Regions from separate parts of the Mus musculus genome. Here region 1 is linked to region 2. Evidence: chromatin contacts called from public promoter capture Hi-C data. All regions are on one chromosome and are shown on one strand. Each heading gives the region's core, a stretch centred on a gene start, on an enhancer-like site or on the middle of the called end of the contact. The rest is flanking DNA. Distances are from core to core; before and after follow the strand shown.

What was found. Promoter capture Hi-C pulls out the DNA fragments that hold promoters and counts their contacts.
Region 1: a contact with region 2 is called in a promoter capture Hi-C map of embryonic stem cells, with 2.4 times the contacts expected there. The contact joins the promoter of Triobp here to the promoter of Smpd5 in region 2. A contact is called at or near these places in 2 of 39 promoter capture datasets (embryonic stem cells and liver).

Annotation. Positions count from the first base shown.
Region 1 is chr15:78,945,486-78,950,755 of GRCm38.p6, reverse strand. It overlaps Triobp (TRIO and F-actin binding protein), which reads right to left and starts at 3,032. Exons shown (of 25, transcript NM_001039156.1): 1 at 2,708-3,032; 2 at 2,418-2,575.
Region 2 is chr15:76,290,789-76,295,820 of GRCm38.p6, reverse strand. Smpd5 (sphingomyelin phosphodiesterase 5) reads right to left here and starts at 1,449. Exons shown (of 7, transcript NM_001195537.2): 1 at 530-1,449; 2 at 359-431; 3 at 1-137. The coding sequence starts at 1,387. Spatc1 (spermatogenesis and centriole associated 1) reads right to left here. Exons shown (of 5, transcript NM_028852.1): 5 at 3,249-3,657. The coding sequence ends at 3,328. Mir3079 (microRNA 3079) reads left to right here and starts at 4,853; the gene lies at 4,853-4,942.

The DNA.
Region 1 (5,270 bases), core at 1,783-4,282, 2.7 Mb before region 2:
ATACTGCATGTTCTTAAAAAAAAAAAAGAATTATTAATTTATTTTATGTGTATGAGTACCATGTAGCTGTCTTCAGACACACCAGAAGAGGGCATCAGATCTCATTACAGATGGTTGTGAGCCACCATGTGGTTGCTGAGTATTGGAGAGCAGTCAGGGCTGGAGAAATGGCTCAGGGGTTAAGAGCCCTGACTGCTCTTCCAGAGGTCCTGAGTTCAATTCCCAGCAACCACATGGTGGCTCACAGCCATCTGTAATGGGATCTGACACCCTCTTCTGGTGTGTCTGAAGACAGCAACAGTGTAGTTGTATACAATAAATAAATAAATAAATAAATAAATAAATCTTTAAAAAAAAAGAGCAGTCAGTGCCCTAGATGTGGTTGATTGATTTTGGTTTTTCAAGACAGGGTTTCTCTGTATAGTCCTGGCTCTCCTGGAACTCACTCTGTAGACCAGGCTGGCCTCGAACTCAGAAATCCGCCTGCTTCTGCCTCCTAAGTGTTGGGATTAAAGACGTGTGCCACCACTGCCCGGCTAAAGATTTATTTATTTATTTATTTATTTATTATGTGGTTGTTGAGAACTATATTTAGGACCTCTGCTTGCTCTGGTCAGCCCTCTCGCTCAGTCTCTGCCCGCTCCGGCTCAAAGATTTATTTATTATTATACATAAGTACACTGTAGCTGTCTTCAGATGCACCAGAAGAGAGCGTCAGATCTCATTATGGGTGGTTGTGAGCTGGGATTTGAACATGTAGTTGCTGGGATTTGAACTCAGGACCTTCGGAAGAGCAGTCAGTGCTCTTACCTGCTGAGTCATCTCACCAGCTCCCTACACATGACTTTTAATGTATAGTGTTGAACAATGTTCCAAGGACCCTGAATGTATAATTTTCCTTGTGCTGTTCATAAAATCCAAATTTTTACCAAGGGAAGAAAGAATGAGAGAGAGAGAGAGAGAAAGAAAGGTATGTTTGAAAAAGTTGGGTGTGGTGGAACCCACCCAGCTTTAGGCCAGCCTGGTCTACAAATCCAGTTGAAGGACATCTAGGACTGTTACACAGAGAAACTCTGTCTCAAAAAAACAAAACAAAACAACAACCCCAAAAACCAAGTTCCTCAAGTTCCCAGCCATAGGTGGCTCCCTGCTCCCAGCATGAGGCAGAGGATCTTGTGAGGGTGCAAGTTTGGGGTCAGAGTGCACAGGCCACACACCGGGTCTCCATCTCTTAAAAAGGAAGAGCTGCCAACAAGCATGAGGACTTGCATCTGAAAGCCCAGGACACAAGCACAATTTTCCAAGATGGGGGATGAGCACCGAGGAATCCCTGTTGCTCACTGGGCCAGCCAGTCTAGCTGAATCAGCCCACTCCAGGCTCAGTGAGACCCTATCTCCAAAAGTAGTGTGGCCTGTGACCAACCTCTTTCCTCCATGTGCACACACACACACCAAATAAAGAAGACAACTCCCCCAGCCCCCCAATTTTGTTTTGTTGATCCATCCCAGGGTACACCATGTTAGGCAGTCGCCCCGGTCATCCCCAAGTGTCTAGCTTTATAAACTTATACCTCCTCTCTTATTCTGCTCAAGTTAACACCAGCTTTAGAGGAGGCCATCAAAGCTCAGAGAGGTTCCCCAACAGAGGTGGCACTGGTCCAGCTGAAGGCTCAGGTCTGTCTCCTACAGCTCAGAGGTGACCCTGTGGGGGCTGGATCACACTGCCAAGTCACCTGGGTCCCTTGGCAAACACAGAGGGATGCAAAGGGCTGGCTAGGTATTTCCATACTTGAGGACAAAGTGTTACACAAAAGTGAACACCGCCTAAGGTCACAAAACTCCTCTGTGACTGAGTTTAGCCAAAAGAGAACCACTGCGTTTTTTTTTTTTTTTGTTTTATTTTGTTTTGTTTTCCCTGTTCTAAAGATCAGACCCAAGTTGGGGCAGGCATTAGAAAATTGCTGTACCATTGAGCTACACACCCAGCCTAGCCTACCGGTCCAGTCTTCTCTGTTCTGGAGGCTACAATGTCCACACCCTAAGAGTGACTCTGGGAGAGAAGATTCATCTCACTCATCCACAGGCAGGGAGGGGTATTAGCAGGAGATAGCCAGCATGCCCTAGAGCTCAAGTACCTCATAGCACCATTGGGTCACCTCATGCCTGACCTACTTGGTGATGATAGAGCTGGGGGTGGGGGGAGGGTCAAGCCTTTGTTGGCAATTTCAGCTGAGCTGAGGAATTTAGGGTTCTCCCCTGGGGCTCTAGGTCGGTCCCTTGGAGAGTGGAAGCCCCACGGGAGGATCCACGGAGCTTGAGTTCCTCCTAGGGCGACCACTTACCTGCTCTGCTTAGTTCCCGTTTTGTATAATGGATGTATAGATGGATGGATGGGTGGGTGGATGCGCTGCACAAACCTGGGCTGTTCTTTTCTGGTCCAGCCACCGAGAAGAGCATCCTCTTGGATAGAGAACGTAGCTCCTTTTCCAGGGAAGCTAAACGGGGGCTCTTCGTGTGCCCCTTATGACTCCAGTTTCCTTCACGACTCCCCCCAGCCAACTGGCAGAAATCTTCCCTAAAATGCACATTAGATAAGAATTTAACTACAAAAAGCCTTCGTGCATTTGCACGCCCCACCCGGAGAATGGACCCTGAGTCCCCTCTTCCCAAAGCCGGCCGACCAGCTCCTCGGGGTCTCTCAGCTTACCTCCTCTGGCCTCCCCTTTCCAGCCAGCTTAGTTCCGCTAGCCGCGGGGTTCTGACCTGGACTCGGGTTTCCACTCTCCGGGCGGCGGAGGAACTGGTGCCAGAGTCACAGCCTCTATTTTAACAATGAATCAAAACGCGGCCCAGGACTTGCGTGATAGACCACGCCCCTCCCTCACTCCAATAGGCTCTCCCTAAGAGCTTCATTTGCATGGTCAGTGTGCGACTGGACACACCGAGGACTAGGGGCGGGGCAGAGGCGGGCGGTGCCCAGGCGCCTTGCCGCGCGGGATGCACAGCACGTTTCGCCCGCGCTACCAGCATCTTGGTCCAGTCATGTCCCCATGGGGCCTGAGGACTGGACTTAAGGGCTTGTCTCTTTTCCTGTTGGCTCTCTCTAGCTAAGGTCCCTCAAAAGATACTAATGCATGTGTGGAAAGTACAAAATGTGGCTTCCCGGGCGTGGGGACACAGCACTTTAAAAACTGAAGCAGGATGATGGATCTCCCACAGTTCCAAGCAAACCCAGAGGGCTGGTGATGTACACCTCTAACCCCAGAAATTGGGAGATGAGGTTAGTGGGTATCTAGAAGTGAGGGGAAGACAATCAGAAGGTTATGGCCAGAGACAGTTGGAACCCTGCCTAGTCTACATGAGACCCTGTCAAACAAAAGCAAAACCACCAAAAACCGAAATCAACCAACCAAATAAATTGTTCAGGCAGAACAGTACCAGACAGCTAGTAAACACTAGTGGAACACGGTACCAAACTCATACCGCTCTAAGTTACTGTAGTCAGGGTCTCAGTAGCACAGAGCATCCCTGCCCAGGGATATCTTCACCTCCATTTGAACATTGACCTGGGCTCAGCCACAAAACCAGCAGCCCCACCCCAACTTTTCAAGTTAAGCTCTGTTGTACATTGGTTAAACCCCAGCTCCTATGCCAAGCCTTTACGTATAGCAACAAGGATCAGAGATGCTAATAGACTTGCCAGGGTCACACAGCTAATAAAGGGCAAAAACCAAACTAAAATCTCGGAATGTCTGACTCTGCAGGCCACTGTGGAGTGCCCTCCATTCACATATTCTCTCATTCACTTGGATCTGGTGATGTGGCCAGAAAAGTAAACAGGAATAAAATGTAGTTGCTTCCAATGTGAGGGCATCCTGACCCCGAGTGGAGCTGGCTGATAAGCACAATGGGCTTCCTCCCTGGTCTGGCTAGCTCTAAGTAAGAAAGGGGCTAGTGAGACCTGGGTTCTGCATCAGCGTCTAGCACTTCTTGGCTGGGTGATCTTGAGCCAATTACTTGGCCTTTCTGAGCCTGGAGTGGAATGGGTGTTTCCACTGGGTTGGAACTGACACGGACCCAGCCCTCTGCCCCTACCAGGCTAATCCACCGAGAGCCAACTGAGGCTGGCACTCCTGACAGTGCGGTTCGTTAAAAATGTATGGAGCCCTTTGTCAGTCATGTTTGCCAAGGGTTCATCGGAGAACAAGAGACCTGTGCACTGCTTTGTGTGTTTGTGTGGTGGAGGAAAACAGACCCAGGGCAAGAGAAAGAAGCAAGACATGACTGAGTTCGCCGGTGCTTAGCTAAGAGAAAAGAGGGCAGAGCAGAGAGTGGCAGGCATAGGGTAGCTGGCATGTTTCCAAGAGGTTGTCCGTGATCTTAAGAAAGTTGTTCTTGGGCTGGAGAGATGGCTCAGCCATTAAAGGCTAGGCTCACAACCGAAAATATAAGAAAGTTGCTCTTGCCTCTGCCACATGGCCATGTTTGTTCCTCCCATGCCATCTAGGGGGACAGGAACCACACAGCCCTCCTCATCACCATCCTATCAGAAGGATGTCACACTCTAGTGAGATGCCCAAAGTCCCCTAACTTCCACTCTGGATCCATGAGGGCGTCTGTCTGGGAACTGTGTCCCAGAGCCCTGTGAACTGTTGAGTGGACTCAGTTGAGGGTACTGTGGCGGCAGCCAGGCCAGTCACCACTGTCGCTATTCCTCCTCCTGTCTCCTGCTCCAGCTTGGACTTGTCCGCATCATGTCTTTTAAATTGTATTGTTTTATCAGTGTGACATATGAAGGGCACACTTGTGAGTGTTGCTAAGTATTCCTCTTTAGAAGGAGGTAGAAACAGTGTCTACCCATCCTTCCAATGACAAGCCAAGGTACTATCCCACCTTGGGGGAACCAGTGATTTTATTGGACTTCTTTATGAAACTTAAGTGAAGGGGTTACTTACAGAAATGTCGGTGTTCCTTCACAAAGGCTACACTGTGAAGTGTCTACCCAGCAGGGATTATGGCTTCCCCAGAGCTGCATGGATGGAGCCCAACCCCCTTCCTCAGCCCTTCCTCCACCTATAGCCTCTAGGCTGTCCCCCTACGAGACTGAAGCCACATGCTATTAGAGAAGAAGTTTGTTGGGAGGAGTGGCTACTCAGGCAAGGAGGGTTCCATGGTGATTCTCTGTCTCCTCCTAGGAGGAAAGTAAAGAGTCAACAGGCCCAGTTGTTGTGGTAATCCTTTCTCTTCTTTTCTTTTCTCTTCTTTTCTTT
Region 2 (5,032 bases), core at 200-2,699:
GGAGCAGTTGTCAAAGTTTAGATCTCCCAGGAGGACGCTGAAGGCTACAGCCTCATCACTCTGCCGGTTCTCAGCCTCGAACTCTTCCACCCATTCCAGCAGCAGCGTTAGCTGTTTGCAGCGAATATGTCCATCCTCTGAGAGGAGAGATGAAGTTGGCTTAGCCCAGAGTAGGGATCTAAGACCTCACCCTGTGGGTCCTGATCTGTAAACCACCCAAGGCATTTCTTGGGATGTCTGGGGCAGAGAACATTGGGATGTGGGGACAGACGTGTTGGTAAGGTTAAGGGACCTACTGCCTTCGAAGGAGAGAAGAGGGGCTACCTACCCACATTTCAAACCCTCCTGCAGGGCTCACCAACGGGTGCATGCAAATGTGTACAATGAAGGTATCCCACGATGGGGTGCCCGTCCACGATGCCTAGCTGCGCCTGCAACACCACCCACAGTTCCAGGTCTTCTTGCTCTCCTGGTTAAATCTATTGCTTACGCTCTCCCCGCTAGGGCTCACTGCAGCCTGGGTTAGTACCTGGACTGATAGTAGACCTTTGGAGGCCATGGCGTCCTCGCGACGAGCGTTAGGAAAGCAACGGAAGGTGGCACGCAGCAACGGGTAGCGCGAGGCCAGTAGAAGCCCACTGCCCAGTACCTTGATGTACGGCCCAGCCATTAAGCCAAATGTGCCCACATCATATATCACCGGGCCCAGATTTGGTACCAAGACACGCACAAGACGACGAGCTGCGCGGAGGTCGAACACTTCCTGCAGACACACGAAGTCCAAGCCCATAGGTAATGTGGCCTTCAGCTCACCACCAGGCACCCTAGGCGGCGGCTGACTGCATTCGGAAACCCTATACTGTGACGATTGAAGGCTATCTAGCAGTGCGGCCCCTACAGCCTCGGCGCGCTGCAGGCTGTGCGACAGGTTGTTAAAATGAGCCAGCCCGTGGGGCAATAGGCACAGATTAGCAGTGAGAAAGACAAAGCAGCGCCGGCGCTCAGCAGGCGGATGCCAGGGCTGTGGCCACACCCAGCATGCCGGAGGGGGCTGATAGCAGAAGGGGCGGCGCCAGACCTGGAGGGGCAGCCAGAGCGCAAGGCCGACCAACGCTAAGGGTAGGCCGACCACCACCAGTGGTAGCAACACCCCACTTCCTGCCAGGACTTTGAACCACCCCAAGCTTTTGGATCGGACGCTTGGTGCCCAGCAGCCCAGCAACTGGTCCAGGGACCAGTAAGTCGGGAAAAGCAGCACGCGGGATAAACTGTAGAGGGCTTGCAGCACTGGGTTCGGGAAAGGTGAAGGCCTCAGGGCGTTGGGTGTCAGGGGCCAGTCCTCTTGGGGCACTGGGCTCCTTCGCCGCGAAATGTCAGGGAGACTCATTGGTTTCCAGCGGCGGCGGAGGTCAAGACCAGGTGGCACAACCTGTGCGCGCCGCTAGTAATGCCCGGACGTCCCGCGAGCCTGAGTGCTGGCCACTGGCCCCACCCACTCAGAACTTCTGTGGCGGTTGGAAACGAACAACAATTTAAAAAAAAAAAAAAACCCGTAAAAGAAATCCGAGCTTTACAGCCCTGCCCTATTTCCTCCTTGTACTTGCGGGGGTCCACTTAGTGCTTCGGAGAAAAACTTAGGGCCCTGCCTACTCTCCCCTCCCCCACCCCTCCAATACACTTTACAGCCTGACTACTCACAGCCAGGTAGGTTCACCACAGCCTCTCAATCCGGTGCCTGGCTTAGTGCAGAGACTCAGCACCGATGGCTTGCAGAGGCTGAGACTTCAAACCCGGGGAGGGACCGTTAGTTCTACACCTGAGGCAGCTTGCCCAGACAGGTAAAAGGAAATCCTCCATTCTATGAGCCCTGTAACAGACTTAAGTTCTTTTAATTCTGTGTTTTATTTTTGTTTGTTTTGTTTTGTTTCTCGGGGCAGGGTTTCTCTGTGACTCTGGCTGTCCTGGAACTTGCTCTGTAGACCAGGCTGGCCTCGAACTCACAGAGATCTGCCTGCCTCTGCCTCCGGATTGCTGGGATTAAAGACATGTACCAGCACCGCCCCTCTTGACTTTAGTTTCTTGACAATGATCCCTTGGGCTTTCACAGACTTTTCTTGGCTCCCCTTGGAAGTCTGACTCCTTAACTCCAGCTGTGAGCCAGCAAACACCCTGACATCGACCATCAGTGTCTCTTAAGTAACCCATCAGGTTTGTCTTGGCTGGCGATCTTCAGCCGGCTTGCCAGGATAGTCCTGGAGACTTTGGATGAAGGCAACTGTTGATGAGCTGGGCAGTCTGGGCAGAAGGCATTGAACTCTGCAGGGCAGGTGGGGGTGGGGGTGGGGGTGGGGCGAGGTATCCCAGCTGGAGAACCATGCCTCTTTCTAACCGGAAGTTGTATTGGTACTGATAGATTCCTGTTTGAATCCGCCCCCCCCCCCCCAAGGCTCTGCTGTTCCTTGACTGGCAAGAACTGGTTTTCTAAGTCCCTAGTTCTTTTATTCCTTTCTGCCTTGTCACTGCCCTAGCGCCTGCAACTTCAGGCAAGCCAGAAACTACTCCAGGCTTTTCCACACTGCCCTTCTCATGAACCAACCCCATTTTGGTCTCCACTCTTCTAGAAACACCACGATGTTTCCAATCTCAGCCTACCCATTGATTTCAATACCCCCCTCCCACAAGGGCCCCAATTTTTCCAACCCATGTTCCTTTTTTTTCATTTATTTATTCATTTTACATCCCCATAGATGCCCCCTGCTCCTGGTCCCCCCTCCCACAATCCCTCGCCCTATCCCCCCCAACCCATGTTTTTCATTCTCTGGTCAGCTCTGGTCCCCCATGCTTAGACAGAACCCATCCTTTTCTCAGACCTTGGGCATCTTCACAAGGGGCTGCCATCTCCCAGGCTCCCTTGCCCAGGTTTGGATGAGGTGGCATCTGGCTCTCTTACCTCTACTGTCCTGCCCCAAGGCCCTGAGGCTCCCTACCCCTTTGCTAAGAACAGGGAAGTATCCTTTCTTTCTGCATCATCCCTTCCCTGTTCCTGATCCTACTCCCTCTTTTTTTTCCTCCGCTCCCAGAACTTCTGTTTTCATTACCAAGTAAAAAGGGAATTTGGGACCTTCCATTTAATCCCATTAGAAAGACAGTGTCTGAGAGCTCTGTCTCTCCAGGGAGGCTGTAATGTGAATGTGGCCCCCCCACCCCACCCCACTGGAGCAGGAAGGTGTGGCTTGGGCCCAGTGACCAGAGTCTGTGGGAAACTTTAATGGCCATGCACAATGGCCTACAGGGTGAAGTGAGCCTGGGCCAGCCGGGCACCGGGTGTTACCAGATGAACATAGGTTTGCCGTCATCGTGGGACAGCTGATGGAGGCAGGAGAGCAGCAGGAGGGCGTCCGTGAGCTTGCTGGGGTGCACGGTTTCCAATAGCACACGCTGCAAGAAGTCCACCGTGTAGCAGCCACCTTCAGATGCCGCCAGCTCAGGCCGCTCGCGCAGGATGCCGTACTCATTGACCAGCTGTTCTGTCAGTGCCGGGTGCACCCGCCCGTTGTAGCCTAAGCTCTGCAGCTTGTTCATGATGCTCACGTAACGCTGTGTGAGCGTCTGGCACAGGTCCTCATCCAACTTGTGATTACTGGGGTTTAGGGAGGCCTGTTGGGGAGAGTGGCCATCAGGGACCCCCCACACACACACACCCCACCCTGGCTCACAGGCAGGCGGGAAGAGCAGGGGCAAGGGAGGCCGGGGGAAAGGAAATTGTGAAGTATTGCTATGAGGATGCCAAGAGAGGAGAAGCCATGGTCCCTGAAAGGTCCAGAGGGCTGGGCCTGAGGTCAAGGCACCCAAAAACCCAACTCAGGCAGGCCCAGAGGCTCCCCAAAGCTGCTAGAGACATGCATCCCACTGTTTTTTTGTTTTGTTTGTTTTTTCCTTCCACCAGCTATGTGGGACTATGTGGCTTCCAGTATGGGGGCACAGGGAGTTCTTCATACTCTCAGGTTGCCAGACCCCAGAGTTTGCATGCTTTCCCAAGAGCTAATAGAAAGCACTTAACCTGGAATAACAGACACCGTTCTAACAGGGCAGGAAGGTCTTCCTGAACATCACCTTTCCCGAGGCCCCCGTGGAGTCAAGGTACTGACATTTCTACCAAGCACGCCCATGCTGACAGGCTGATGGGACTTCCATGTGGGAAGACGTATTTCCACATAGAAGGTGGCAGGTCTCTGGGGGGCACCATGGGTATAGCACTGGCTCTTCAGGGACAGTTGTACTCAACTGGGGACACCCACCTGATCTCTCTGCTGTGTTGGGACTGGTGCCCCTGGTATATTCACTGGGAAAGTCCCTTGGTGTGTTGACATTTTTCTGGGCAGTACGGCAAACGCGATTTTGTGTCTTTCCTGGAGCTGGGGACCCTATTATATTAAATCCCTATCTGTGTACATCAGTTGCTGTCTGCAGCCAAGCACACTGGATGATTTGTCTAAGAAGGCAAATCTGTCAGGCAGGGAGGAGCACAATGAGAAGGCCAGTGCGCTCCTCGGATAGATGCAGGGAAGGTGGCCTGTGGCATTTGTTGCTTTGTATATTTTTGCAAAAAGAAGTAGCCAGTGTGATCTGTGGTGAGGAAAGAATTAAGGCCTGGTAGAATGCTGACCTTTTCACAAGGGCCTGGATCACCAAGCACCAGAAGAAGAAGGAGGAGGAGGAAGAAGAGGAGGAGGAAGAAGAAGAAAGAAGAGGAACAGGAGGAAGGGGGAAGAAGGGGAGGGGGAGGGGGAGACTACAGAGCTCCAGCCTAAGCCTTCTCTAGAAGACCCCACTGTGCTCCCAGACAACCTCTGCCAAGCTAAGGACTTTGATCTGATGAGCTAAGCTGGAGTTCCCATTCACCTGGCTCCAGGCTCATCAGATGAAAGTCCTTAGCTTAGGTGTGGCCTTTGTTGGAGTAGGTGTGGTGTGGCCTTGTTGGAGGAAGTGAGTCACTGTGGGGGTGGACTTTAAGACCCTCCTCCTAGCAGAA